Regions from separate parts of the Mus musculus genome. Here region 1 is linked to region 2. Evidence: chromatin contacts called from public promoter capture Hi-C data. All regions are on one chromosome and are shown on one strand. Each heading gives the region's core, a stretch centred on a gene start, on an enhancer-like site or on the middle of the called end of the contact. The rest is flanking DNA. Distances are from core to core; before and after follow the strand shown.

What was found. Promoter capture Hi-C pulls out the DNA fragments that hold promoters and counts their contacts.
Region 1: a contact with region 2 is called in a promoter capture Hi-C map of liver. The contact joins the enhancer-like site here to the promoter of Nupr1l in region 2. A contact is called at or near these places in 12 of 39 promoter capture datasets (the 3T3-L1 cell line, 3T3-L1-derived adipocytes, the C10 cell line and 7 more), 1 of 484 Hi-C or Micro-C datasets (B cells), 2 of 115 datasets of contacts at active chromatin or transcription factors (the 230-238 cell line and bone marrow-derived macrophages) and 2 of 9 other capture datasets (adipose tissue and liver).

Annotation. Positions count from the first base shown.
Region 1 is chr5:130,197,150-130,201,918 of GRCm38.p6, forward strand. It overlaps Rabgef1 (RAB guanine nucleotide exchange factor (GEF) 1), which reads left to right. Exons shown (of 9, transcript NM_001199059.1): 4 at 801-967. Among named protein-coding and RNA genes, the nearest start is that of Tmem248, 23 kb to the right of the region's middle. Within about 2 kb of position 3,237, at least 20 of the 459 cell types and tissues checked have an H3K27ac peak or open chromatin away from gene starts, as enhancers often do. A contact at or near this core is called in 3T3-L1-derived adipocytes, adipose tissue and liver, where this site is marked.
Region 2 is chr5:129,906,341-129,910,887 of GRCm38.p6, forward strand. Nupr1l (nuclear protein transcriptional regulator 1 like) reads left to right here and starts at 2,200. Exons shown (of 3, transcript NM_026916.3): 1 at 2,200-2,581. The coding sequence starts at 2,252. The coding sequence ends at 2,560. It also overlaps a transcript of Zbed5 not described here.

The sequences.
Region 1 (4,769 bases), core at 1,987-4,486, 290 kb after region 2:
TTTTATTTATTTACATTTCAGATGTTATCCCCCTTCCCAGTTTCCCCTCTGAAAACCCCCTATCCCATCCACCCTCCCAGCCTTTTCTGTTTGTTAACGTATTTTCTGGGTCTCCTTTGTAGCTCTTTGGTCTGGAACTCGCTGAGAGATCTTCGTGCTTCTGCCTCTGCTAGGATTAGAGGTTGTTGACATCACACCCTGCCTTGTATTTGTGTTTTAAGAATTGTTATGCTGTAGTTCAGTTCTTGAGCAGAGAACATGGCAGAACTCCATTCTGTGTTTCCTCCCGGTGGATCTTAGGGATTAAAGTCAGCTCTCCAGGCTTGTATAAGAAGCTCTTTTACCTGTGGATCCACTGGTCATTCTGTAGATAAGGTTTCTGAGACAGGGTCTTGTGTAGCCCTCAAACTCACTGGGCAACTGAGAATGAATGACCTTTAACTGACCTGGATCTTCCTGCTCCTACTTCCCAAGTGCTGCGATTAGAGCTGTGCACAGCCTGCCTTGTTGACTCCTTGCTGGGGATAGAACCCAGGGATCCCTACAGGCCAGCAAGCACTACTCTACCAACCGAGCCACAGTTCAGCTCTGCTGAGCATGTTTTAGAACGTGCAGTTTTATTTACTTACACTTCCTATTTTTCCTTGCTTTAAGGAAACTCATCCAAATGTTTCAATATAAAGTGCTATTACTTTAATTTTGATTAAACATAATTTCAGTAATCTTGTTAGCTACATAGAGTAATTCCATACATCAGTCTTCTGGGTAACAAAACTTACTGTGTTTAATTTTCTCAGCAGAAATTCAGGAAGCCAAAGCTCCCAGTCCCTCCATAAACCGGCAAACCAGCATTGAGACGGACCGAGTGACTAAGGAGTTCATAGACTTTCTCAAGACCTTCCACAAGACAGGCCAAGAAGTCTATAAACAGACGAAGATGTTTTTGGAAGCAATGCCTTATAAAAGGGTAGGCTGACGCTACCACTTGGAAATAGGAGCTGTGGTTTAGGGAGGGTTAGGGAGAGCTGTAATCTTGTCATTTTACATCTGAGAGGAACAAGTGATAGTTACCTAAGACCGGCCTTTTAGCTCAGCTAACACCTGACTCCAAGCTAGTACTTTTCCACTGTGCCCTGGTCATCTCTGTGAAACTTCTGCAGCTAGAGGGACAGGCTGCCTCACTCGTTACCTGTGCTAGTGCAGCCTGCCTGCATAGACCTTTAGCTCAACTGTTTGGCCAGGAGCAGGAACTAGACTTGGTTCCTCATTGCTTGGATTTCTTTTTGTGTTTGGATCTTCCTTCTGTTCCTTATTCCTCAGTTAAGGCAAGGTCTCACTGTTATAGAGTTGGCTGGCCTGGAACTCACTATATATACCGGGCTGACCTGAACTCACAGAGATCCACCTTCGAGCTAAAGGTGTGGCCACCAAGCCTGTTGTCAATGCAGAGTTTTAGTATGCTTCTCTGTGTTTGTTTAGAGAAGGAAAGAGAGTGTAGAGGTGAAAGGAACCTTGGTGGCTACAGTTTCAGTCCCGTTGTTTTGTAGATGAAGGATGGTGAAAGGCAAACAAAACAGTGGTCTGGTTAGCTTGCTAGAGTTTTCAAAGTGAACCAGAGCTGTGGCTTCCACATGCCTCTCACTGTAGCCCAGGCTAGTCTTCAGCTCCCTGGTTCCTGCCTCAGCTGGCACAGTGCTAGGATTGTGGAAACACACCATCATGCCTGTAGGGGGTTATTTTGTGAGGTTTTGAGGTGGGGTCCCGGTCATGCTTGCCATATGGCTGAGACTGGCCTTCGACTTGAGACCCCCCCCCCCTCCCTGCCCCCTCCATAGCCTCTGGGATGCTGCTGCCATTTAGGGGTGTCATTTGCCACAATGCTCCATCACACCTGTGTCTTTAGTCCAAAGTTTCTTATCTGTAATTTTAGTTCTCATAATTCATAAAACTATTTGTGAAAGGAATCATTTTGTAAGAAAAACTGAAGTTTTTTCACTTCTACCATATTAAACTCAACTAGCTCTACCAGTGCCTTCTGTGAGGGGAAGAGAGCTTACAGAGAGGGGAGGGAACGGCGATCAACAAGCAGCTGCTGTGGCCATGCCCCCAAATGTTCTAAGATTCGGTGCTCCAAGAAAGGGCTTTCCTTCTTGCTCTTCGGGGGTGTTGTGACCCCGTGTTAGAAAGACTGTATCTTTTACTTTAAGTGTTTATGAAGAAACAGTGACATTTGGAGTTGAAGCAAGCTGCCACTGAGGTGTGTGTGTGTGTGTGTGTGTGTGTGTGTGTGTGTGTGTGTGTAATGACACTGAGGTGTGTGAGGGGAGGGATAGGCTTGAATGTGTGAAAAGTCAAGTTTGAGGTTGTTTTTGCAGTGTCAAGAGGACACCTCTGATAAAGTTGTATTACACTGTAGTATGTACAGAATATATACTACTGTGTTTATATTGTATCTACAGAAACACTGATCAGCTTGGGTTTTTCTTCTTCTGAGAAGCATAAACTACCCTTATTCTTTAAGCACTTAATTGACTTTTTAGTGAGTCTGAAAATAAAGAAGCAAGTCTAGCATAGTGATGCACACCTTTAGTAACAGCAGTTTAGAGGCAGAGACAGGCGGATCTCTGTGTTTAAGTTTAGTGGTCTACATAGTAAGTTCTAGGCTAGCCAGGGCTGCACAGTGCAACACTGTCTCTTTCTTTCTTTTTTTTGGGGGGGGGGAGGGGGTTTGTTTTTTTTTTTGAGACAGGGTTTCTCTGTGTAGCCCTGGCTATCCTGGAACTCACTCTGTAGACCAGGCTGGCCTGGAACTCAGAAATCCACCTGCCTCTGCCTCCCAAGTGCTGGGATTAAAGGCGTGCGCCACCACGCCCGGCGCAACACTGTCTCAAATAAAAAGGAAATAGAAAAAAAAAAAACAAACAGGAACACTATGCTGTGTGTTCAGAGCATCACTAATTGGTGCTGGAGACCTGATAAGCTTCAAATTCCTCCTGACTTAAGAACTACTGTGCAGCTAATTTTCTTTTATACTAGCGCCAAGTGTTTTGTGGTAAGGGGTCCAGTTGTTCATGTGTCTTGTGTATCTTTGGTGTCTAGCATGATGGGCAACATCCAGATACAGCTCAGGTGGATTTTTAAAATTGCATTGATTGGTTGATTGTGTGTGTGTGTGCTTGTAGGTAGGCATGGGTATTTAGAGGTCAGAGGATGACTGTCAGGAGTCTGCTCTCACCTCTACCATGTGGGGCTCAGGGATCAAATTTGAGTCACCAGGCTTGGCAGCAAGTGCCTTTATCCATCGGGCTACCTCTCCAGGTGTTTGAAGGAATCTCTACTGGCCTTTGACTCCAGGTTATAAAACTTACTATTTATGTCTGAAGTCACATACTCTAGCTTTACGACAATACTCAGATAAATTTATTAAATACAACGTAGGGAACGGTTCTTGGAGATTTGAAATGCACTTAGATTAAGGTGCACTTTGAATTCTTCAAATGTGTTTGCAAACCTTTACCCCACTTAGACTTTGTCTATCACTCTAGTGCCTCTTCAGCATGCTACGTAAGCCCTGCTTGTAGGGGCCACCCCACTGACCCGGCTGCACTGGGCTGTGTAGGAGCCGCCCCACTGACCCGGCTGCACTGGGCTGTGTTCCTGGGCATTGCACAGATTGTTTTCTCCCACGTTGCTGAGGCCTAGAACAGTGACACACTCCTGCTTCTGTCCCATGTGGATCGTTCCTGTTGTTTCCAGTCCTAGTTAATGCCAGAGTTGAACAACCTGTTCTGTGTGAGGGCCAAGACAAGAGAGTTGTTTTCAGAACTGTGTTAAATGCCTTCCCCAGCTATTTGTTCTCTGTTAGGAAACACTTTATTTGCATTTAGGTTTTTAAAAAAATTCCTGAACATTATTACTTCTGGCTGAAATTTCAATGCTTGCATATTTCAGACCCACCACAATATTGCATTATATAATGCTTTAACCATCCAACAAAATTTTATTTGCTAATTTTTTGAAGCTTGTTAATTTTATCTCCAGTTTTAAAAGCAGAGTTAGTTTAGTAAAGATATTTTGAAATAGATTTTAGGCTTAAGGATGGGGTGGAGCACTCCGGAAGAAAGTAAGCACCCTAAGAGGCATGCGTGGGCTGTGGGGGCTCTAATGGGAGAGTCACTCAGTTTTTCTTTTTTACGACTTACTTTTTTTAATGTGGGTATTTGCTCTAGGCCAGAAGAGAGGATTGAATCCCCTGGCATGGGAGTTACAGGCAGTTATGAGCTGCGACGTGGGTGCTGGGAACAGAACTCCACCCTTCAAGTATTCTTAACCGCAGAGCCATCTTTCCAGCAACCACCTCTTTTCTTTTTAATTACATTATCACCTATTGGGTTTCCTTTCTTTTGAGGCAGGGTCTCACTCTGTAGTTCACTCTGACCTTGAACTTGTAATCCCTTGACTGCTGAGGTTCTAACCATGTAATCCTACCACATCTGTCTCTGTGATTGAATATGTGTCACTGAACCTTGTCATAGTCTTCAGGATGTATGTTGTCACTGTACTGAGAAGAGCAGGCACATGATTGACGTAACATCCTTGCATGAATCGCTGCTGTAATCTCGCAGGATTGGGAGATCTAGGACAGGATCAAGTTTGAAGCCAGCCTAAACTACATAATGAGTTCCATGTCAGCCTGGGCTACAGAGTGAAACTCTGTCTCAAAAAACCACCAACAAAAAGATTCTGAAATTAAGAAAACAGAGGAGGTG
Region 2 (4,547 bases), core at 950-3,449:
CCCGAGTGCTGGGATTATAAGTATGCTCCATCTTTAACTCTCTGTCCATGTTTTACTTTAGTTTTGTCAGTCAGCATTCTTGGGGTTTGAGTATATGTGTGAAGGATTGTCCTTTTTTTTTTTTTGGAAACAAGATTTCACCTTGCAGTCCAGACTAGCCTGGAACTTGAGGTAACCCTTCTGTGTCAACCACTTGAGAGCTAGCACTACAGGCTTATACTAGCACTACTACCACCACCACCACGACCCCACTGAGTCTAACTAACATCATTATGTTTATTTGTTTTGAGAGGTAGGCTCATTTATGTAGTCCTTGCTGGCCTGGCGCTTACTATGTAAACAAAGCTGGCCTTGAATTCACAGAGTCCTGCCTGCCTTTGCTTCTTCCTAAATGCTAAAATTACTGTTGTACACTGATAAATTGATAAACTTTGTTGGCCTGAGGATTAGCAAAGTGGTAGTGCTTAGTACGTTTGAGACCCTGGGATTAATCCTCAAGATACTTTGTTAAGTCCGATATCCGTGTTGCTTTAAGGATGAGATCTATTAATGATTGTCTTTCTTTAAAACAATCATGTGGGGGCCATTCAGATAGTTCATCAGATAAAGGTGGGTGTTACCAAGCTTGAGGTTTTGAGTTCAACCCACAGGACCCACTGGGTGGGAGGAGAGAATAGATTTCCAAAAACTATCCTCTGACATTGTAAGGCCCCGGATGCTGGGCCTCCATTCAAGTCCTGGGATGAACTGGCCAACACCCCACCATCCCGAGAGAAAACCACACCTGATGCAAGCTGCAAGAGGTTTTATTATCAGCTAGCTGAGGACGAACCCCTGGAGCCTCGCAGGGCAGGGGAGTTCGACCCCAGAGGTGACAGTAGGGGGCTTTTAACAGCTAGCTGAGGAATTGGGAGGAGTTGGGAGGAGTTCTTCTCTTCCGGGTGTCCTTGGTGACAAGACAGGAGTGGGGAGTGAGTTCTTTCTGAATTTTTATCTCTGTGTCCTCGGCACAGGAAGGCCGGCATCTCTGGTTGTACAGTATAGAAACAAAAAAGCCTTTTGCTGGCTATAGAGAACAAAGAGCTTCTTTCTAGCTGTATTTTTAAAGATCAGGGAAAACAAGCTTGGGGAAATGTTTTAGGGGTTTACCTTTCAGGGAGAAATGCTTTAAGCCAGGGTCTCACAACATCCATGTGCACACACATTACTTTTACATTTACATGCATTTATTTGTGTGAATGAGTGTTTTGCCTGCTTGTATGTATGCCCCAGGAAGCCAGAAAAGGGCTTCAGGTCCCCTGGGACTGGAGATGTAGACAGTTTTGAGCTACCATGTGAGTGTTGGGAGTAGAACCCAGATCCTCTGCAAGATCATAACCACTAAACCCTCTCCAGCCCCTTGGCTCTAACATGCTACTTGTGATGTTTAGTAAGTCTGTCTTCTTAACTTATGAAGCATGCCTTTGTGTAGATTTGTTGAGGGAATTTCCAGAGATTATAGATTGGAGAGAGACAACCCACCTTGAATGTAGCTGCATCATCAGTAGGCTGGGAACTTGAATAAAAATGGAGGGGGGGGGGTACCAAAAAAAAAAAAAAAAAAAAAACACAAGCAAGATGCTAGAATTCCCCTTTCTTTGCTTCCTAATGGACGAATGCAGATTGAATAAGTAGCCTCAAGATCCTGCCCACCGTGTCTTAGCTGATTGTATTCTCAAACGATGAGCCAAAAAAATAACCTTCCCTAAACAGATTATTGCCAAACATTTGGTTATAACAATGAAATAGTAATGTCGTGAAGAGAATTTTCTTGTCACAAGAACAAAGTTAAAGCAATTCAGCAAGCCAGTTTTCTTTTTGCACAAATGAACCCAAACTAGGCTAGCAAATTCATTTGGCCAGAGCTCCTCGTCTTTTATCGCAGTGTTAGGATTATAGGTGTGTGCACAACCACACCTGACTTATACAGTGATGGGGATGGAACCCAGGCCTTTGTGCATGCTAGCACTCTACTGAGTCACATTCCCCAATTCCGTCCCTTCAGGTTTTAACCAGCGAAACCAGGTTTATTATACTTATTTACAATTCGGACCCCGCGAAGAAACACAATTCCGCATCTGGAACAAAGAAGCATGGAAGCCACGCCCCCTGTGAGGTCACAGAGCGCTCCCTACAGCGGAGCCAATAGGAGCACTGGGTGGGGCATTCCGGCGGAGTGACCAGCGGCGGCGGCGGGCGGAGCGCATCGGCGATGGACCCTCCAACTCGTCCTTCTGTCTCCGGCCCAAGGACTCGAGCCCGCCCGCCGCCGCCGGAGGCGCTGCCCACCGTCGGCTTCGAAGAGGAGGTGTACGACTGCCTGGATTACTACTACCTGCGTGACTTCCCGGCCTCTGGGGCTGGACGCAGCAAGGGCCGGACGCGGCGCGAGCAGCAGCTACGCACCAACTACCCGGTGCCCGGCGGCCACGAGCGCAAGGTGGCGCAGATACTGCTCAACGGGCAGCGCAAGCGGCGCCAGCGCCAGCTGCAACCGCGGCCGCGCACACGCCTGGCCTGAGCACACGCCACGCTTGAGCGGGTATGGGCAGGCGGAGCCCATTGGTGTTGGGTAGGGAGTAGAATGTATATCTCAGGTCGGCCTCGAACTCAGTGTGTAGCAGAGGATTACCTTGGACTCCAGATTGTCCTGCATCCAGCTTCCATGGATGGGCTGGGATGCTAAGACATGAGCCACAATGTCCAATTCTTTTTTTACTCTCTTCTCTTTTCCTTTCCTTTTCTTCTCATTTCTGACACTGTCTCCTAAACTGACCTCGAACTCATCACCCCTCCAGCGTTTACCTTAAAATGCTAAAGTTTCAAGCATGGGCCATGATTCCCTGCTGTGTGGTTTTGTTTTATTGATGATGCCCGTAGCCCAGGATTCCATGGTGTGTAGCAAGCCTCAGCTTCTCTAGTCCTGAGATGACAGGTCTGGCCACCATATTCACCTGTCATCTGCTTCTGAGACTTCCCAGCGTTAATCATAACTGTGCTGGCTCCCGATCCCCGACCCAGGGGTTTCCCGGCTGCTGGTGAAAGTCTCCACCGTTTGGAAGTTTGCAATTGTGTGAGAAAAGTCTACATTGGAAATATAGGGAAATGTCCGAGGAAATCCATCTTGGCAGGGTGGCTCACACCTGTAATCCATCTCCAGCCTCTGTGCTCAGGAGACCGCTGGAATTGGAGGCCAACCAGGAACACTCTTTGAGGCACTGTCCCAAAACAAAACTGCCCCTCCTCCTTGTTTGCTTCCAATTGCTGTAATAAACACCGTGAACTTTTGCTTGCAACTTGGGCAGGAAAGGGGTTGTTTCACCTTAAAGCTTACAGCCCTTCCTGAAGTCAGGGCAGGAACCCAGAGGCAGGAACCGGAAGCACAGTTCCCAGAGGTTCATGTTCAGTTACCTTTCTTGTACCTCCCAGGACTATCAGCCCCGGGTGATACCGCCCACAGTGAGCTGAGCGTTGAGAAAAATCCCCGCACTGACTTGTCTCTGACCAGTCTTACAATAGAGGTATCTTTCCAGATGACTCTAGTTTATGTCGAGTTGACAGAACCAAAACCCAGCAAGCCAGCAGACAGAAACTGGGCATGATAGTGCCCACCTCTATGCCTCTTTGAACTAGCAAAGTGAAAGAGTGGGTCAGAAGTTCAAGGTCAGAGGCTGGAGAGATGGCTCAGCCATTAAGAGCCCTTGCAGCTCTTGCCTTTTAGGATCCCCGCACCTGTATTAGATGCCTCGTTACCGTCCATAGCTCAAGTTCAAGGGGGATCCAACACCCTATTCTGCCCTGTGAGGACGCTGCATGTATATCACACAGACATACGCGCACTTAAACACATAAAAATGAACAAGACATTTAAAAGTTCAAGATTGCTGGGCGGTGGTGGCGCACACCTTTAATCCCAGCACTTGGGAGGCAGGGGCAGGCAGATTTCTGAGTTTGAGGCCAGCCTGGTCTACTGAAGGGCTCCAAAACATCCAGGGCTACACAGAGAAACCCTGTCTCAGGAAAAAAAAAAAAAGTTCGAGACCATTGGCTACATAGTATGGGGCCAGCCTGACCTATAGGAGACAGGAAAGGGGAGGCTGAGAGCACAGTTGAGTTGATAGTTTTCACTTAGTAAGCATAAGACTCTGGGATTAATCACTGGCACTCTGTAAATAGGACCCTCATCTTAATATTCGGGAGATAGAGGTTCATGGAAGTTCCTGGTTATGCTTATCCTTAGTCCCAGAGCTGGAGGCCAGCCAGACGCCATCTTTATATATGGCTGGAGAGATGGCTCAGCGGTTAAGAGCACTGACTGCTCTTCCAGTGTTCCTGAGTTCAATTATCAGCAACCACATGGTGCCTCACAACCATCTGTAATAGGATGCCCTCTTCTGGTGTGTCTGAAGACAGCAAGTGTACTCATATATAAAATAAACAAATTCTATATAAATATATATGTGTAGATATAAACAAAACAACCTACTAGTGACTATGACCTCTTTTCC